Regions from separate parts of the Oryctolagus cuniculus genome. Here region 1 is linked to region 2. Evidence: chromatin contacts called from public Micro-C data. All regions are on one chromosome and are shown on one strand. The core of a region is the stretch at or near the end of the contact, and the rest is flanking DNA. Distances in the headings are between cores, read along the strand shown.

Region 1 (3,559 bases), core at 99-2,598, 360 kb before region 2:
CAGAGTGAGTCTTGTCACCTGCCCTGTATTATGGTGAACACCTCCCCGAGCTACAGTCACTTCTGCATCCCTGACACCAAGCACCACGTCTGGACACTTAGAATCTCAGTGTGACCTCCAAGGGACTTAAGAAGCAATGGGTTGAAAAGGAGAGTGAGCACCACCCTCAGACAGGAACTAAGTCATCATCTGAACCAGGGAAAAAACAATTCTACTAGCGTGTGGACACGTGTGGGGTTAACCTTAGACCTGAGTCAATTTTGCTTAATGATTTTGATCTCTGGCTCTGGAGTCAGAAGGATCTGGGTTTGACTTCCAGTCCTCCAACTTCTCATTCCAGGGATGTCCCTCACCCTCCCTAAGGAGTGACTGAGACAAAGCCTTAGCATGGTGCCTACACTTGGCACTGCTCAATGCATCTTAGTTGTAACCATCAAGTACATTGTTACTGTCAATAGGTCAACAAGCAAATCTGAGAGGAAGGTGTTGTGTGTCATGGCACCACGAGTTAAGCTGCCACTTGGATGTCCATATCCAATATAGGAATGCCAGGTTTGAGTCCTGGCTACTTCAACTTTTGATGCAGCTTCCTGCTAAGGTGCCTGGGAGACAGCAGATGATGACCCGAGTACGTGGCTACCTGCCATGCACATGGGGCACCGGATGGATTTCTTGACTCCCAGCTTCAGCCCGGTCCGGCCCTAGCTGTTGTGCTGTTGTGGACATTTGGGGAATGAACCCCTGGATGGAAGATTCTCTCTCTCCCTCTCCCCACCCCTCTCTGTGTGTATGTGTGGCTCTGCCTCTCAAATAAATAACTAAATAAATAAATCTTGGTTTTTTTTAAAGAGCAAATTTTCTCTATTTGTATCTCACAAAGAGGAATACAGCCAAGATTAAGTACTCAATAAAAGTTGATTGAATGAATGGGAAATAAGAATGGGGAGAGGGGAAAGGAAGAGTGGGAGGGGAGGAGGACCAGACTGGAAGTCAGAAGGGATGCAGGGTCATACACACTTCACCAGTTCTGCAGTTAAATTCCTCTCCCTCCCACTTTGCCCACCCGACCGTTTCTGCAGTGTTCCCTTAGATCCTGCAGGTGGTGCTGCTGAGTTGGGAAGAAAACCTGTTTTTCTACAACCTCATTCTTACTGCCAAGCCTGTGTTAATAGCCGACCTGAATTAGGGAAATCACTTGCTTGTTGCTGAAAATGCCTGGGGCAGTAAACGAATCACTCCATTTCCTTTCTTGCCTACCTGGCCTCTCCCAGAGCCATTAAAGCGCCGTGGTACGGGGAGGCAGCTGGTCTTGGATTCCAAGTCTGGTTCTGGTTTCCAGCTGGTGACCTTGGGCAAAGGCACGTGCCCTCTTGGGGCCTCTCTTGTAGTCTAAACACAGAGGAGAGTAATCCTGGTCCCACAAGAGGGCTGGGAAGCCTAAATAGTGCAGAGCCACTACAGAGCGCTGGGCCTGGCACCTGCTAGGTATTCCCGAAGTGATAGCTCCCCTTTCCTTGCCCACCTCTCATTCCCTGTGGACTGTGGTGAGCATCGGAGGACAACAACAGAGTAATGGGGGAAGCCTCCAAGGTGAACTCACTGAGGGAAGGTGAACACTCAGGCTGGAAGGAAGAAAAGGAGACGCCGAGACCCAAGCCCAGGGTCCACACAGGCAAAAGCAGAGTCAACAGCACCCGCTGCCCGTCCCCATCCCTGACAGATGGATGTGCCGATTTCTGTGCCCTCTGTGCCTCCCAGCCCGCCTTGCTTGTCCTTCTATGACAGCACTCATTGTCCATGTTGTATACTTGAGGGCATCTCCTGGGGGACCAGGAGACCTTGTATTCTTCTCTGTCTCCCCATACCCTGGGGCCACGATGCCTTTTATTAAAGATTCATTTTATTTATTTGAAAGACAGAATTACAGAAAGGGAGAGAGAGAGAGAGAGAAAGACTTCCATCCTCTGGTTCACTGCAACCATGATGGCCGGAGCTGAGCTGATCCAAAGCCAGGAGCCAGGAGCTTCCTCCGGGTCTCACACATGGGTTCAGGGGTCCAAGGACTTGAGCCATCCTCTGCTGCTTTCCCAGGCACATTAGCAGGAAGCTGGATTGGAAGTGGGGCAAACAGGACTGGAACCAGTGCCCACTGGGATGCTGGTACTGCAGGTCGGGGCTTTAACCCATTGTACCACACAAATGCCCCACAAACTCCTCAATGAGTCAGTGAGTGGACAACTGCACCATGCTGGCTTTCCCTCAGTCCCTTACGGGCTCTCTTAACCTAAGTGCATCTGGAACATCCAGCTGCCCCCTGCCCATCTCTGTATACTCAGCCCTTAGTACATTTTAGGTGCTCAATAAATCCTTGCTTTGTTGAACTTCAGTTTTATGTACATGCACTGAGCACCTGCTGTGTACCAGGCACTCTACTAAAAATTAGAGATATACAAATACATAAGGGCACATCCAGGGTGTGCAGGACCCACATTCCAGAAAAATGAAAGGCATGCATGGAGCATGCACACAGCAAGTGTCTCCGCACCCCAGCCTCAGTGCCCTAAGTGCACATCGACAGTACTCTGTGTATTCTCCTTCATCCTCACACAATCCCAGTGAGTTTTGTGGTCTGATCAGCACCATTTCACAGATGGGAAAACTGAGAGTCAGTGGAGAGGTTTGTACCGAGTGGCAGAGCCAGACTGCCAGCCAGGCGTCTGGCACATTCCCCACTTTGCCATGAGTGTGTGTGCATGTAAGTAACAGAGAGTGTGTTCCATGAGGGAGAGCTAGGCAGAGAGGTGGCAGCTGAGCAGGATTTGCCAGAGGGTTGTGAGAAGGAAGACAGAGGGGTTTCTCATACAGCACCAGGTGGCAGGGAGGAAGGGAGGGAGACAGGGCAAGGACATTCTAGGCAGAGGGCTGAGGCCCAGCAGCCTGCAGGGCCATGGCGGTGAGGACGCGGCTGCTTCTGGAAGGCTGTGCTGGGTCTAGACCAGGAAGAGGCGCGCTGCTCAAGGGCACATCCCCAACCATCTCTAGAGATAAGGTGAACAAACAGAAGCACTTACCCTTTCAGGAGCTGATCCCTGTGACTCCTCTGTCTCTAGGCTGGGCAATCAAAACACTCAATGACCCAAAGCACTCATTCAACATTCACTAAACACCCACTGTTTGCCAGGCATCACTCACGAGAGGCGGTGGAACAGACTGTTGGGCTCGCCCTGGGTTCGAACCTCGCCTCTGTGACCCACGAGCTGTATGACCTGGGACAAGCTATTTCTATGCCTCAATTTCCTCCTCTATAAAGCAAGAAGACTGAGAGTAACTATCTCCTAGGACTATTTATCAAGTAAGTTAATTCCTACTAAGGGTTCAGAACATGGCCTCATCTGATACTTTGCATTTGTGCTGCTGTTGGGTGTGTCCTCCTCGTTGAACCCTTACAAGGTGACAGATGCTTGTTGGGGGATGAGTGAGCTCATGGGCCCTGCACTCTGGTAGGTCAGGGTCTGCTAAGAGCAAGGTTTAGAAAGAGGGATTACAAGACAGTGGCACG
Region 2 (3,469 bases), core at 579-3,078:
GAGATAAGACATATATGAGAAGGAGCTTAGTACAGAGCCAGGTGCACAGTAACTGATCGTCTTGCTCTAGGTTCACCTGCTACGCCTCTCCTCTGCATGCTTCCTTTACAACTGCCCCCATGAAGCAGCACCTTCCCTGCCAGACCCTCTGGAACATGTGCTTTTCTAGAAGATGACACAAGCTCTCAGTCCCCTGGGGCACTGATTATAGCCTCAAATGCCCTTTAAACTGCCTTCTCCAGTGAAATTCGATCGTGCTTCGAGGCCCAGCTCAAATGTTCACTCTTCCAGGAAGTCTTCCCTTCATTCTGCTGGTCAACATTCATCGCATTCACTTTTGTTTTTTCCAAGCAGACTGCCTGCAGCTTTACTTTGTTGCATATTTATGTATTTGTGTTACATTATTACTCATCTACATTTATTACCTGCTCTAAACCATGAGCTTCCTGCAGGTAGAAACTGTGCTTTCCTTCTGTTTAATTGAGCAACTAACACCTTGTGCTGGGAGTGACTTAATGTAAAATGTCCGCTAATTCAATAAATACATCAGAGCACTTTCATAAATTTTTGCCCAAACACAACACCAATCACTTATGTGAGCTTCTGAATTTTTCTGGTAAACTCAGTGTCAACTGGAAAAATTTACCATGATATAGTTTCTGTAATATATAATACAATAACAATAAATCCAAAACCTGTTATTTTGATACTTAAGACTCAATGCACAGAACAAGATATTTTTAGACTATTACTCTGACATTAAAAATTGATAATATCAATTGTTATCCACTGATAGACTGGAGGTAACATTGGTACAGGACAATGATCCAAAGAGGAATAAATCAATGGTGCACACATAAATGGGACATTAGGGATCAATTTAAAATTGTTTTGAAATATTTACTGAGCCAACACTGCTGAGTGAAATAATCAGGATACTAAACTGATCTCAATTTTGCAAATATGTATTTTATAAAAAAAAGACTAAGGAAATATACAAGATGTTGATATATGGTTATCTGTGGGTAATGGGATTACAGGTGATTTTCACTTTGCCATCTAAACTGAATATTTTACAATATACCCATTTTTACTGTCAGAAAATGAAAAATGATTAGATATAAGGAAATTCTAATGAACACTTACTCAGATTTACAAACACCAAAAAGTTACCAGCAAAGCAGAGGGCTTCTCCATTTTTAGTATTAATTGCAATATACAGCTGTAGACATGATCAAAAACCAAGAGTTAATGCTGTGGCTTAGAAAAACATATTAACAAAAGTTGTCCTTAGCTCTAAACAGAAGGCAGAGTAAGTCAACATGTGACTCCTTATTTGGCAGGTCCCAAAGCAGCAGCTCTGGGGGGGAAGGCCCAGGCTGGCATTCCAGTTAGCCCCGCCCTCACCAGCTGTGTGGTTTGCTCTCTGAGCCTCACCAATCCTCCAGTCAAGGATGCGCACACTCCCTCACCACTGCCCGACACCACTGCAGGAATCTCTTCCACAATGGCAGTGTCCTGGCAGGCCCTCTCCTGCTCACGGATCCGGGGACTGCACCCCCAACTTCAGGATGAACACGCCAAGGCAGGGACTCATTCTGATTTGAAGGGAACCAGGAATGTCTGATTAAGCTTGTCAGAGTGAGCTATCCGAGACTGCACCAGCCGTGACTGTACCTGTAGCACTCACTGGTGGACACTCTGTGAAGGGGAATGGGGGTCACAAAGACAGCTGAAGGGGGTGGGGTGGAAGCAGGTAGAGAAAGACACAGAAAGACGAGGGAGAAGAGGAGAGAACAGTGTTGGAGGGCAGTGCCATCAAAAGGGCAGAGAAAAGAGGAAACTAGGAAAAGCAGAAATAACCAGAGCGGCAAAAAGGGGGGAGTAAGGGGAAGAGAGAAAGTCATTTCTTCCTCTCCTCCATCTTCTGTCCCATTCTCCCTCCCAAATTTCCTCCCCTAATCACACTTATTTCCCTGCTTCCAACTCTCCTCTCGCTCCTCCTCCTCTGGCTCCCACCTTCTTAGGATGAAAATCAAGTTTTTATTCTCAAGAGTCATTTCCACTCCCTCTCAGACAAGTGCATTCCTTCCTCCAGGAGTCAGAAAGTGGGACAGGGAAACACTAACCCAGAGTGGACTCCAACGCTGGAACTGACTTCCCAAACCCCAGAGGCCCCGGAGAATCACAAAGGAGATCTAGCCTGATGCTGGCTGCCGATAGGAGGGGACCCAGTGCAGGGAGAGCAGCTGTTCACCCCGGCTCTCTGCCCTTGGCTACTCCCTGTCCTCGTGAGCACTATCTTCAATTACAAAGGATGTACTCTCTTCAATTATAAATGTGAATGTCCCATGATTAGAATTTATCATCTGATCACTGTACAGTCACCTTCCTTTTCTGGTGAATGTCAAAAATGTTAGCTTAAAATGTCAGAGCCGGGCATGGTATAAAAGTAAACCCACATGACAACTGGGCCACGTACGTAGTTAGTTGAAAGTCACACAGTCCTCGGGGTAGGAATGCGTTATTTCCAGTGCATCATCTCCATGCCCAATATGTCAGCTTAACGTGCCAAGAGAAAGTTCAAGAAAGAATGCTAGATTCTGACTGAACAAAATGGTATGCATTCTTCTTTTGCAGTAAAGTCTGAATTGAATCAAAAGTGTCCGTAATTGTTAAGTGGTACACGTGTGGGTACCAAGTGGGGGCAACTTGAGAGAGACTCAGGAGACACTTTGGTAACACTGTAAACAGTCTATCAAAATCCATCTTTCGGAAATTGTTACTTGAAGAAACTGTTCACATCGCATCTGGAAATGTGTTCATTCTTCAGTTCAAGTGTGTTATTTTACACCTCATCAAACAGGATGATCATTTGTCCACAACTGCCAAAGCCTGAAGTGAAAGCTAAAATGTCCTTGCAGATGGCTTTGTTCAGCAAATTAGCAGAATTTGCTCCTATGCTAAGAAAAAGCATTTTCTTATAAAATATGCCACGAAATAACAAAGGGAGTACCTTATTAAGTAAAACCGAGGCCTCCTCAAAGTGCACTGTAAAACAAACAAGCCAGTGGAACGCTCCTTGGAGAGGCTGCCTTGCGGGCTGTGCCCATACTCCTCTCAGGGGGCGCTGCGGAACAGCAGGTGCGGGAGCTCAGCATCTGCACGTCTTCCCCCTCTTCTGCAGCTCTCAGGAACTTGGACAGAGCCAAGCATGACACAAGAGCTGCAGGGCTCCGCACACCTGGTAGTGTGCACTACAGGACAGAATGGCTGGGTTGGCGGGGAAAGAAGTGAGAAAGACAGGAGGAGCTTGCCGGAGAGCTTTTGGAGGCACAGGATGAAAGGAGCCCCCTTGGCTGCGACGGTAGGAAAGCGTTACTTTCAACTGTTGACTGGCACTGTCGCCACTGCAGCTCTCTGAATGGCTCAATCTAACACTGGTTTAAGAGCTGGTTTTTAGACTCTG

What was found. Hi-C and Micro-C count contacts between places; a contact is called where the count stands out from the background.
Region 1: a Micro-C map of ear pinna shows a contact between it and region 2, with 3 times the contacts expected there. The contact joins two enhancer-like sites. A contact is called at or near these places in 4 of 6 Hi-C or Micro-C datasets (ear pinna, embryonic fibroblasts, psoas muscle and 1 more).

Annotation. Positions count from the first base shown.
Region 1 is chr6:151,226,005-151,229,563 of mOryCun1.1, reverse strand. All of the region lies in intron 1 of LOC138849986 (a long non-coding RNA gene), which reads right to left. Among named protein-coding and RNA genes, the nearest start is that of TRIB1, 180 kb to the right of the region's middle. Within about 2 kb of position 1,348, at least 1 of the 8 cell types and tissues checked has an H3K27ac peak or open chromatin away from gene starts, as enhancers often do. A contact at or near this core is called in ear pinna, where this site is marked.
Region 2 is chr6:150,866,725-150,870,193 of mOryCun1.1, reverse strand. All of the region lies in intron 4 of NSMCE2 (NSE2 (MMS21) homolog, SMC5-SMC6 complex SUMO ligase), which reads right to left. Among named protein-coding and RNA genes, the nearest start is that of WASHC5, 130 kb to the right of the region's middle. Within about 2 kb of position 1,828, at least 3 of the 8 cell types and tissues checked have an H3K27ac peak or open chromatin away from gene starts, as enhancers often do. A contact at or near this core is called in ear pinna, where this site is marked.